2 separate regions of the Oryctolagus cuniculus genome follow, and region 1 is linked to region 2. Evidence: chromatin contacts called from public Micro-C data. All regions are on one chromosome and are shown on one strand. Each heading gives the region's core, a stretch centred on a gene start, on an enhancer-like site or on the middle of the called end of the contact. The rest is flanking DNA. Distances are from core to core; before and after follow the strand shown. Region 1 holds the start of TPP2 (tripeptidyl peptidase 2). Region 2 holds the start of ERCC5 (ERCC excision repair 5, endonuclease).

Region 1 (4,797 bases), core at 890-3,389, 280 kb after region 2:
CTCCTCTTTTACTGTCTCTTTCCCCCCTCTAACTCCTTCAAATAAATAAATAAATAAATCGTTTTAAAAATAGCTATCCAAAGAGTTATGCTTTCATTTGACTTCAACATTTTATTGTTTCAATACTTACATGTTTTTACACGTAAATATCTAACACATTCACCCTTCAGAGAGTTGATGATTAAGGAGCCAGCATAAATTCCTACTGAATATCCTTGCTTTTTAAAAAAACTGTTTATTTAATGCTTTTCTCAAGCATTTTAAAAAGTCACATGTAATTAATCTCAATCAATTTTCATAACAATACCGCAGCATGAAAATCACTGGTACTTGACAGAGTAACAGAGTAACCTGATAAACAGATCTGGAAATTCTACAAATATCTACTGAGCTGTATTTCTCTAAATTTTTGTGATACTCTTTTATTAACCTGACAACAGAACCAGTGAGCCGCACACCCCAGCTGTTCTCCTCCCACTTATCCCTATAAAATGTAAACACAGGCCACAGCAGAATGGAAGGCATTGCTAGTCTGTAATAAAGCCTCAAGGAGGTGATAGCTGCCACTGTTTTAAGTCTTAAGAGTTATTAGTACAACAATGACTATAAAAACTACAGTTGCCAGGAGGGAACTCATCATCAAAGCTGCCTGGCAGGGCCGCCATTGGGTGTGGGGTGCTCGCACCAGAGCGTGGTGTTGAAGAACTAAAACCAGGAAGCAAGATTCCTAGAGGGCTTCTATACAAAGTTGGCCAGACTGGCTTCCACTTTCCTAAGCCCCCATAATACGACCTCAATTAGCAGAAGGCACTGTAAATGATGCGGAGGAGGGGTGTATTAGGGGTAAGGAGAAAGAGATTTATTAAACGTTACTGTTTATGGTAGAAAGGGCAGTAAGATACAGAGGAAAACACTGGTAAACACAAGAGATCAAAATACAGCAGAACTAGTCGAGGAAGATTCGGGCAGGTAAGTTCTGAACACCAGTAAAATGTTGTTTACTAGTGGATTTCAACAAAAGCTTAAATTTATCAAAGTTAAACTTTTAAAAACAGAATGCTTCTAACAGAGACACACATTTTTAAAATTACCTTTGTACATGGTACCCTGATCTACGAATCTTAGAGGTGCGTAAGGCAAAACTAAGTAATTTTTGAAAACCGTAGTAATTAAAGCGCGTTGTCTTATGTTTCCAGATTAAACACACACACACACACAAGAATCGTTTCCAAAGGTACGAAAAGTTCGCCCGAAACAAACTAAACTGGATGCCTACGTAAAACGAATGCAAAGTCAGGAGAGTCAAGGACCCTACACACACACACTGCAGGAGACTGTTTAAAAATAGAATACACACAACCACAAGAAACAATTCCGGAAGTGGGCCGAGCGATCGTCTCGAAAACCCGGTCTCGTGTTCAAACTCCTCTTCCCCAAAAAACCCAATCCCCCAAATCACAGCCATGGCAATCAAGTTCTCGGAGGGTCTTCTGCCCCATTCCCCAGATCCGGGATTAAAAAAAAAAAAAACCTGCAAGATTCTGGCAGGGACCGGTGCCCGAGACGACGGCGCGGGGGTGGGGGGCTGGCGCCCTGAGGTGTCCGGCCTGGCAGCGCCCAGGCGGACCCGGGCTCCCCACGCCAGCCACGCCAGGCTCGCCGCTTTTGTCTGGCCAGCGGCACCACGGCCCTCGCCCCCGACACCTGGGCGCAGCCGGGTCCCCTGGGCGGGCCATGGTGGCTCTCGGCGCTGCCCACCCCGGCCTGGGCACGGCCGCAGAGCGGGGCCCCGGCCTGAGCGGGCTCCGAGGCCGCGTCCTCCCCGGCGTCCCCGGCCGCCCGCGCCCGGGCCCTCCGGGGCTGACTCACCTGCATGCCCGGAGCCCCCGGGTCGACCCCCGTGTCCAGGACCGCGATGAGCACCCCGCGCCCGTCATATTCCGGGTAGCGGCAGAGGAAGGAGGCGGCCCCGGTCTCTTTCTTTGGCAGGAGACCGTGGAAAGGGAAGGGCTCCTCGGTCGCGGCGGTGGCCATGGGCGAAGGCTGGAGGACGAGGAAGAGGCAAACTGCCAGGCTGCGCGCGGACGAGCGGCGCGAGGACACACGGGTGGCCGCAGGCCGGAGGCGGGGGCGAGGGGAGGAGCCGGCCGGCCCTCGGCCAATCGCGGCTCGCGGGGGCGCGGCGGCCAATCAGGTGCTGCTTCGTCAACCAACGGCGCCGCTCGGAGGCGCCGGCCCCGAGTGTTGCCCGGGCTGCAGAGAAGGGGGCGGAGTCTGAGAGCATAACTGGGGGTTCGGTTCTCGAACCTTTACAGAAACCCGCGTTTGGGGTGTTTTGGGAGCGAGTCAAAACTCTGGGCGTGCTGGACGGACACACCGTCCGCGAGGGCGAGGCCGGAGCCGCGGGGTTTCTGACCTGGAGGGCGTGGGGTGCCCCAGGCAGAGGAGTTGCTGAGGCTGGCCGAGTCCGGGGAGCCGCGGGGTGCGGGGAAGGCGCGGGCGCTAGGTGGGAAGGCCAGGCCGTAGATCCGGAGCTGCGGGGCTGGGACGCGGCGGGCGGGGGGCGGCTGTGCGTGGCGTCGGCAGGAAGTGAGTTTGTGGGCTCTCGGGGCCGGGAGAGACCCGAGAGTGAAGTGCGCCGCGCCTGACCTCGCTGCTTACCGTCGGCTTCTGGCGTTGGGGAGAACCCGTTGGTGAAGCGAGGTGAGGTTCCGGGTGGTTCCGGCGGCTTCCCGCCCCGTTACGGAGCCGTCCCGGGCGGCGCGTCCCTTTCAGTTTCCTCGGCGATACCCGTGTGTGTGTGTGTGTGTGTGTGTGTGTGTGTGTGTGTGTGTGTGTGTGTGTCCCCGTGAGAGTCCTCAGCGATACCTGTGCGTGTGTCTGTGTGAGTCTCCTCAGCGATACCCGTGTGTGTGTGTGTGTGAGAGTCCTCAGCGATACCTGTGCGTGTGTGTGTCTGTGAGTCTCCTCAGTGATACCCGTGTGTGTGTGTGTGTGTGTGTCCGTGAGAGTCCTCAGCGATACGTGTGTGTGTCTGTGAGTCTCCTCAGTGATACCTGTGCGTGTGTGTGTGTCCGTGTCTGTGAGAGTCTCCTCAGCAATACCCCTGTGTGTGTGTGTGTGTGTGTGTCTGTGTCTGTGAGAGTCCTCAGCGATACCTGTGCGTGTGTGTGTCTGTGAGAGTCTCCTCAGCAATACCCCTGTGTGTGTGTGTGTGTGTGTGTCTGTGTCTGTGAGAGTCCTCAGCGATACCTGTGCGTGTGTGTGTCTGTGAGTCTCCTCAGTGATACCCGTGTGTGTGTGTGTGTGTGTCCGTGAGAGTCCTCAGCGATACGTGTGTGTGTCTGTGAGTCTCCTCAGTGATACCTGTGCGTGTGTGTGTGTCCGTGTCTGTGAGAGTCTCCTCAGCAATACCCCTGTGTGTGTGTGTGTGTGTGTCTGTGTCTGTGAGAGTCCTCAGCGATACCTGTGCGTGTGTGTGTCTGTGAGTCTCCTCAGTGATACCCGTGTGTGTGTGTGTGTGTGTGTGTCCGTGAGAGTCCTCAGCGATACGTGTGTGTGTCTGTGAGTCTCCTCAGTGATACCTGTGCGTGTGTGTGTGTCCGTGTCTGTGAGAGTCTCCTCAGCGATACCCGTGTGTGTGTGTGTGTGTGTCCGTGAGGGTCCTCAGCGATACGTGTGTGTGTCTGTGAGTCTCCTCAGTGATACCCGTGTGTGTGTGTGTGTGTCCGTGAGAGTCCTCAGCGATACGTGTGTGTGTCTGTGAGTCTCCTCAGCGATACCTGTGCGTGTGTGTGTGTCCGTGTCTGTGAGAGTCTCCTCAGCGATACCCGTGTGTGTGTGTGTGTGTGTCCGTCCGTGAGTCTCCTCAGCGATACCTGTGCGTGTGTGTGTCCGTGAGGGTCCTCAGCGATACCTGTGCGTGTGTGTGTGTCTGTGAGTCTCCTCAGTGATACCTGTGCGTGTGTGTGTGTCCGTGTCTGTGAGAGACTCCTCAGTGATACCCGTGTGTGTGTGTGTCTGTCCGTGAGTCTCCTCAGCGATACCCGTGTGTGTGTGTGTGAGAGTCCTCAGCAATACCTGTGCGTGTGTGTGTCTGTGAGAGTCTCCTCAGCAATACCCCTGTGTGTGTGTGTTTGTGTGTCTGTGTCTGTGAGAGTCCTCAGCGATACCTGTGCGTGTGTGTGTCTGTGAGTCTCCTCAGCGATACCCGTGTGTGTGTGTGTGTGTGTCCGTGAGGGTCCTCAGCGATACGTGTGTGTGTCTGTGAGTCTCCTCAGTGATACCTGTGCGTGTGTGTGTGTCCGTGTCTGTGAGAGACTCCTCAGCGATACCCGTGTGTGTGTGTGTGTGTGTGTCCGTCCGTGAGTCTCCTCAGCGATACCCGTGTGTGTGTCTGTGAGAGTCCTCAGCGATACCTGTGCGTGTGTGTGTCTGTGAGAGTCTCCTCAGCGATACCCCTGTGTGTGTGTGTGTGTGTGTGTCCGTGAGGGTCCTCAGCGATACCTGTGCGTGTGTGTGTGTCTGTGAGTCTCCTCAGTGATACCTGTGCGTGTGTGTGTGTCCGTGTCTGTGAGAGACTCCTCAGTGATACCCGTGTGTGTGTGTGTGTCTGTGTGAGTCTCCTCAGCGATACCCGTGTGTGTGTGAGAGTCCTCAGCGATACCTGTGCGTGTGTGTGTCTGTGAGAGTCTCCTCAGCAATACCCCTGTGTGTGTGTGTGTGTGTGTGTGTCTGTGAGAGTCCTCAGCGATACCTGTGCGTGTGTGTGTCTGTGAGAGTCTCCTCAGCAATACC
Region 2 (4,791 bases), core at 334-2,833:
CTTGGGCCCTGCACCCCATGGGAAACCAGGAGAAGCACCTGGCTCCTGCCATTGGATCAGCGCGGTGCGCCAGCCGTGGCAGCCATTAGAGGGTAAACCAACGGCAAAGGAAGACCTTTCTCTCTGTCTCTCTCACTATCCACTCTGCCTGTCAAAAAATAAAAATAAAAAAAAAGAGCTGCAACATAAAACGACCCAAATCTTTGCTCAAGTTTTTAGTGTTACTGTGTCCAAAACTCACCCACCCATAGATCTAGGGAAATCTTTAGGGTGTGATGACACCCTCAGACCACTAGATGGCAACAACAGTGCACAGTCTAAAAAATCTTTCTCTTTTCCCCAACTCAAAGTACCCTGCATAAAAACCTTCAAGTCAAAATTTCATTACAGATAGATCTGAAAATTATTCACCTGGCAAAAAATAATCTCATGATACCTTAAAAATTACCAGTGTCCCATTATTTCTAAGTTGTTTATATACTGAAGAACTAACTTCTTTGCTGAATTCGCAGATTCCTGAGATGTCAATCACGTCGCTCCTCCCCTGGTCCTTCTATTGTTTACATAACTGGTCCCCATTTTGGAAACTGGTGTAAGGTACCTGGCATAGCAGGGTCAGTCAAAAAAGTGTTTTACTTGAACAAAAATTCTCAAAAAACACTAACATTTTAATAATTAATAATTTTTTAAAAAATTGAATTCCAACGACACAAGCAAATCAGCCAAATATGTGCACCAAAAAAGTCAATTCCAGGGGTAAGAAGAAAATAACTCTACACTTTTGAAATATTTCCAGTGACGTACAATATGAATTTCCAAAACCGTAATTTAATAGAAGCTGTCAATTAAAAGAACCGTCAACGGAGCAAGCCCAGCACAGCAGGAAATACTGATGGGCCCCACACCGACCCCGCGTGTCGCTTCTCTTATCACCGCCGCTTTCGCAGAGAATCACGCAGCGGGGCGGCGGGCACGGACCCGGACCGGTCCCCGCGCTGGAAGGCAGAGCCGGGGACGGAGCCCCGCACCCCACACCCCGCACGGTCCCGGTGTCCCCCGCCCGGGGAGCCCCGAGCCCCGCACCCGCACCCACGCGCCCACGCGGCGTTAGGATACCGACAGCCAGGATCTTGCCTTCCAGCGTCTCGGGGCTGACCTGCCGCCCGGAGCACTCCAGCAGCTTCCACAGCCCCTGGACCCCCATGAGGCCGCCGGCGGAGACCCTCGACTCGAGTCTTCCTGCAACAGGCTACGCCGCCGCGCGGGGCCCCGGGGATGATGGAAAGCAACGCAGAGCCCGAGGTTTGCCAGGGGCAACCGGCATCAGGGATAGCGAGGCAGACACCGCCTCCCGGAACAAGGGCGAGACCAGGGCATGGCCGCCTGCGGGAAGGAGCGGACTCTGTCCGACCCGGGGCCTCAGCGCCAGTGTCCGCACTCCTGAGGGAAAGCTGGGGTGAGCGCACGGACACCGCGGGTACCGCCCGCCTGCTCAGGTGGGTCCGCAAACCCACCAGAAATGGGCCACTCGGCTTCCGTCTGTTGCGACGACAGGAGCGGAAGCCTGGCGCCGCGCTCTGACGTACATTCGCTGCGCCCGCGGCGCGCCGGAAGTGAACGGGAGCTCCATGCCCCGTGCCGCCTTACCGAGGTGAGGGTTGACCGCGCGGCTTTCTGGGTCAGCCTCTGCTTCATTGCGCCGCCGGTTGTGAAGTGATACCAACGGGTTGTTTTTTATAGGTGAAGCGACAACTGAAAGGTGGTCTGCATTGAGTGTTTTTAAACTAATAGTTATTTGTAGGATAGCGTGTGGCAATTAGTAATACAGATTAAAGCCTTAATTTTTGAGATATAGTTTTCTCCAGGATCTGAAAGTTAGAATTCAGTGGCTTGTGCGTAAGAAAGGATATGAAATTCCCACATTAACTCCAGAAAGTCATCGGCTCCAGGACGCTCAGGCCAAGATTCGAATAACCAACCTTAGAGTGTCTGGCTTTATCTGTACAGAGGGCGTCCAACAAGTCTATTTTAATGAGGATTAGAAGTGATAGGTGCTGATCCCTTTGTTCAGTAGCGACTTCATAAATGTTACTGTTAGCTCACATATTCACCTGGGAACTGCAGTACTGAAACTAGATCGCTGCTTATTCACACTTGAACTATAGTGTTGAAACTGGATCCAAACTCAGAAAGATTGCTTTAAAGGAGCAGGTTGTATTTTTAAGGAATCATGTAATGAGACTATCAAAAGTAAGGTTTTTAGTAAAACAGAAATGGTTGGTTAATGGTAGGCCTGTTTAATCAATGTAGTCAAAATCAGTTTTCTATCAGGAATAATTCTGACAAAGTACATTGTGCATTTTCTCCATGTGTAAAATAATCCCTAGAACACTGTTGTATTTACCATTGGTCAGCTTTTTGTTATTGTAACTAACTTTCTTTTATTTATTTATTTATTTGACAGGCAGAGTGGACAGTGAGAGAGAGAGACAGAGAGAAAGGTTTTCCTTTGCCGTTGGTTCACCCTCCAATGGCCGCCACGACCAGCGCGCTGCGACGGGCGCACCGCGCTGATCCAAAGGCAGGAGCCAGGTGCTTCTGGTCTCCCATGGGGTGCAGGGCCCAAGCACCTGGGCCATCCTCCACTGCACTCCCTGGCCACAGCAGAGAGCTGGCCTGGAAGAGGGGCAACCAAGACAGAATCCGGCACCCCAATCGGGACTAGAACCCGGTGTGCCGGCGCCGCAAGGCGGAGGATTAGCCTACTGAGCCGCGGTGCAGGCCTATTGTAACTAACTTTCTAAAACAGAAAAGATATGCTTAGCTAACAGTTTTGAAAATTCACATCCAAGACTGAGTGACCCTGTTCAACACTGGTTTAGTCTCTAATGAGTGTTGCAGTGGGGGAGCAGTAAAGAATTGCTTGGTGAACCAGAGAACAGAATAATGGAGTGGCTGGGCCCAACTCAGGCTTTTATAACCAATCCTCAAACCAGAACTACCTTTCAGGGGCACGCCCCCAAATACCTTAGGATCTCCTATGAGGCCCACCTTCTAAGTACCATAATTGAATTATGTTTCCATTCTCTTACCATTAACATGGGGCTTTGGGACTTAAAGTCCTGCATAAGTTCTGGAAGCAAATCATTTTCAAACCATAATAGTAATATTATTGCCTATTCAGTCTTTGCCTCACAGCAAACTAAACCTACTCAAACCAAGAGCCAGCTTGACTGTTATTTCCTCCACTTCTGACGCTAAACAGGAGTTCCATAAATACTGTCCATAAATTGAGGCAGGTCTCCAGTCTAAAGCACTCCAGGATCAGGTGTTGTGGCGCAGCAGGTTAGGCCACCACTTGGGACACCTACATCTCATATCAGAGGGCCTGGGATTGAGTTCCACCTCCACTTCTGATCTAGCTTTCTGCTATGTGCACCCTGGGAGGCAGTACATGATGGCTCAAATAGGTTCCTACCAACCATGTAGGAGATGCCAGATGGAATTCCTGGCTTCTGGCTTCAACCAGGCCTACCTCTGGTGTTGCAGGTATTTGGGAGTAAACCAGTGGTTTGAAAATCTCATTCTTTCTCCCTCCCTCCATCACTCTCCCTTTCAGATAAATACAAATAAAGCTCTTCAGTGTACTCTGCCAAAAGAATCTACTTTTGGCAAATGTTACTTCAGTTCTCATCTGAGCCATCAAATAACCTTGTCTTGTAGCTTGAATTTCATCCTCCAAAATTTTTAAGTGGAAGCTTTACTAACTTAATACCTCAGAGTGTGACTGTATTTGAAGTTAGGTAATTAAGCTAAAATGAGGGCATTAGTGTGGGCTCTAATCCTGTCTGGTGTTTTATAAGAGGAGAAAATTTGTACAGTTGGGGACAGACCAGGGATGCCTACACACAGAAAAACCTGCATGAGGATACATTAAGAAGGCGGCCAGACGTGAGCCAAGGAGAGAGGAATCAAAACATGCCTGCCAAGACCTTGATCTTGGATTGCTAGCATCCAGAACTGTGACAAAATACATTTGTGGAAGCCACACAATATATGGCATTTTGTTACAGCAGTACTATCAAACTAAGTCACCTTGTGATCCTAGGAAGTTTCTTTATCTGTGAGTATTCTACCTTTTTTTTTTTTTTTTTTTTTTTTTTGACAGGCAGAGTGGACAGAAAGAAAGGTCTTCCTTTTGCCGTTGGTTCACCCTCCAATAGCCGGCGCACTACAGCTGGAGCATCGCGCTGATCTGAAGCCAGGAGCCAGGTGCTTCTCCTGGTCTCCCATGTGGGTGCAGGGCCCAAGGACTTGGGCCATCCTCCACTGCACTCCTGGGCCACAGCAGAGAGCTGGCCTGGAAGAGGGGCAACCTGGACAGAATCCGGTGCCCCGACCGGGACTAGAACCCGGGGTGCCGGTGCCGCAGGTGGAGGCTTAGCCTATTGAGCCACGGCGCTGGCCTCTACATCCTTTTAAAACCACAGCAACATTTCTTAAATATGAAATACTTTTGAAGGAAGAGCAACTAAGGACTGTATGTTTGATTTAAAAGGTATTATCTCCTTTAGAAGCTGATTAAAGAGCTCATTATAAAGAATCTAAAGAATAAAAAATCTAAAGGAGTATTAGTAAGCACATAAATAGCACTATCTATAAGAGACATCTAAACTACATGTAATAGCTTATTTTTCAAAACCATTTTACCAATGAGAAAAAATCACAGAAAAATTAATCTTAACTTTCCCTAGGTGATACAGCTAGTTAAGTGCAGAGCTGAGATTTGAA

Evidence for each region. Hi-C and Micro-C count contacts between places; a contact is called where the count stands out from the background.
Region 1: a contact with region 2 is called in a Micro-C map of ear pinna, with 8 times the contacts expected there. The contact joins the promoter of TPP2 here to the promoter of ERCC5 in region 2. A contact is called at or near these places in 2 of 6 Hi-C or Micro-C datasets (ear pinna and an unstated tissue).

The regions. Positions count from the first base shown.
Region 1 is chr9:10,087,588-10,092,384 of mOryCun1.1, forward strand. TPP2 (tripeptidyl peptidase 2) reads right to left here and starts at 2,140. Exons shown (of 29, transcript XR_011378715.1): 1 at 1,870-2,140.
Region 2 is chr9:9,806,653-9,811,443 of mOryCun1.1, forward strand. It overlaps ERCC5 (ERCC excision repair 5, endonuclease), which reads right to left and starts at 1,584. Exons shown (of 15, transcript XM_051850455.2): 1 at 1,117-1,584. The coding sequence starts at 1,204.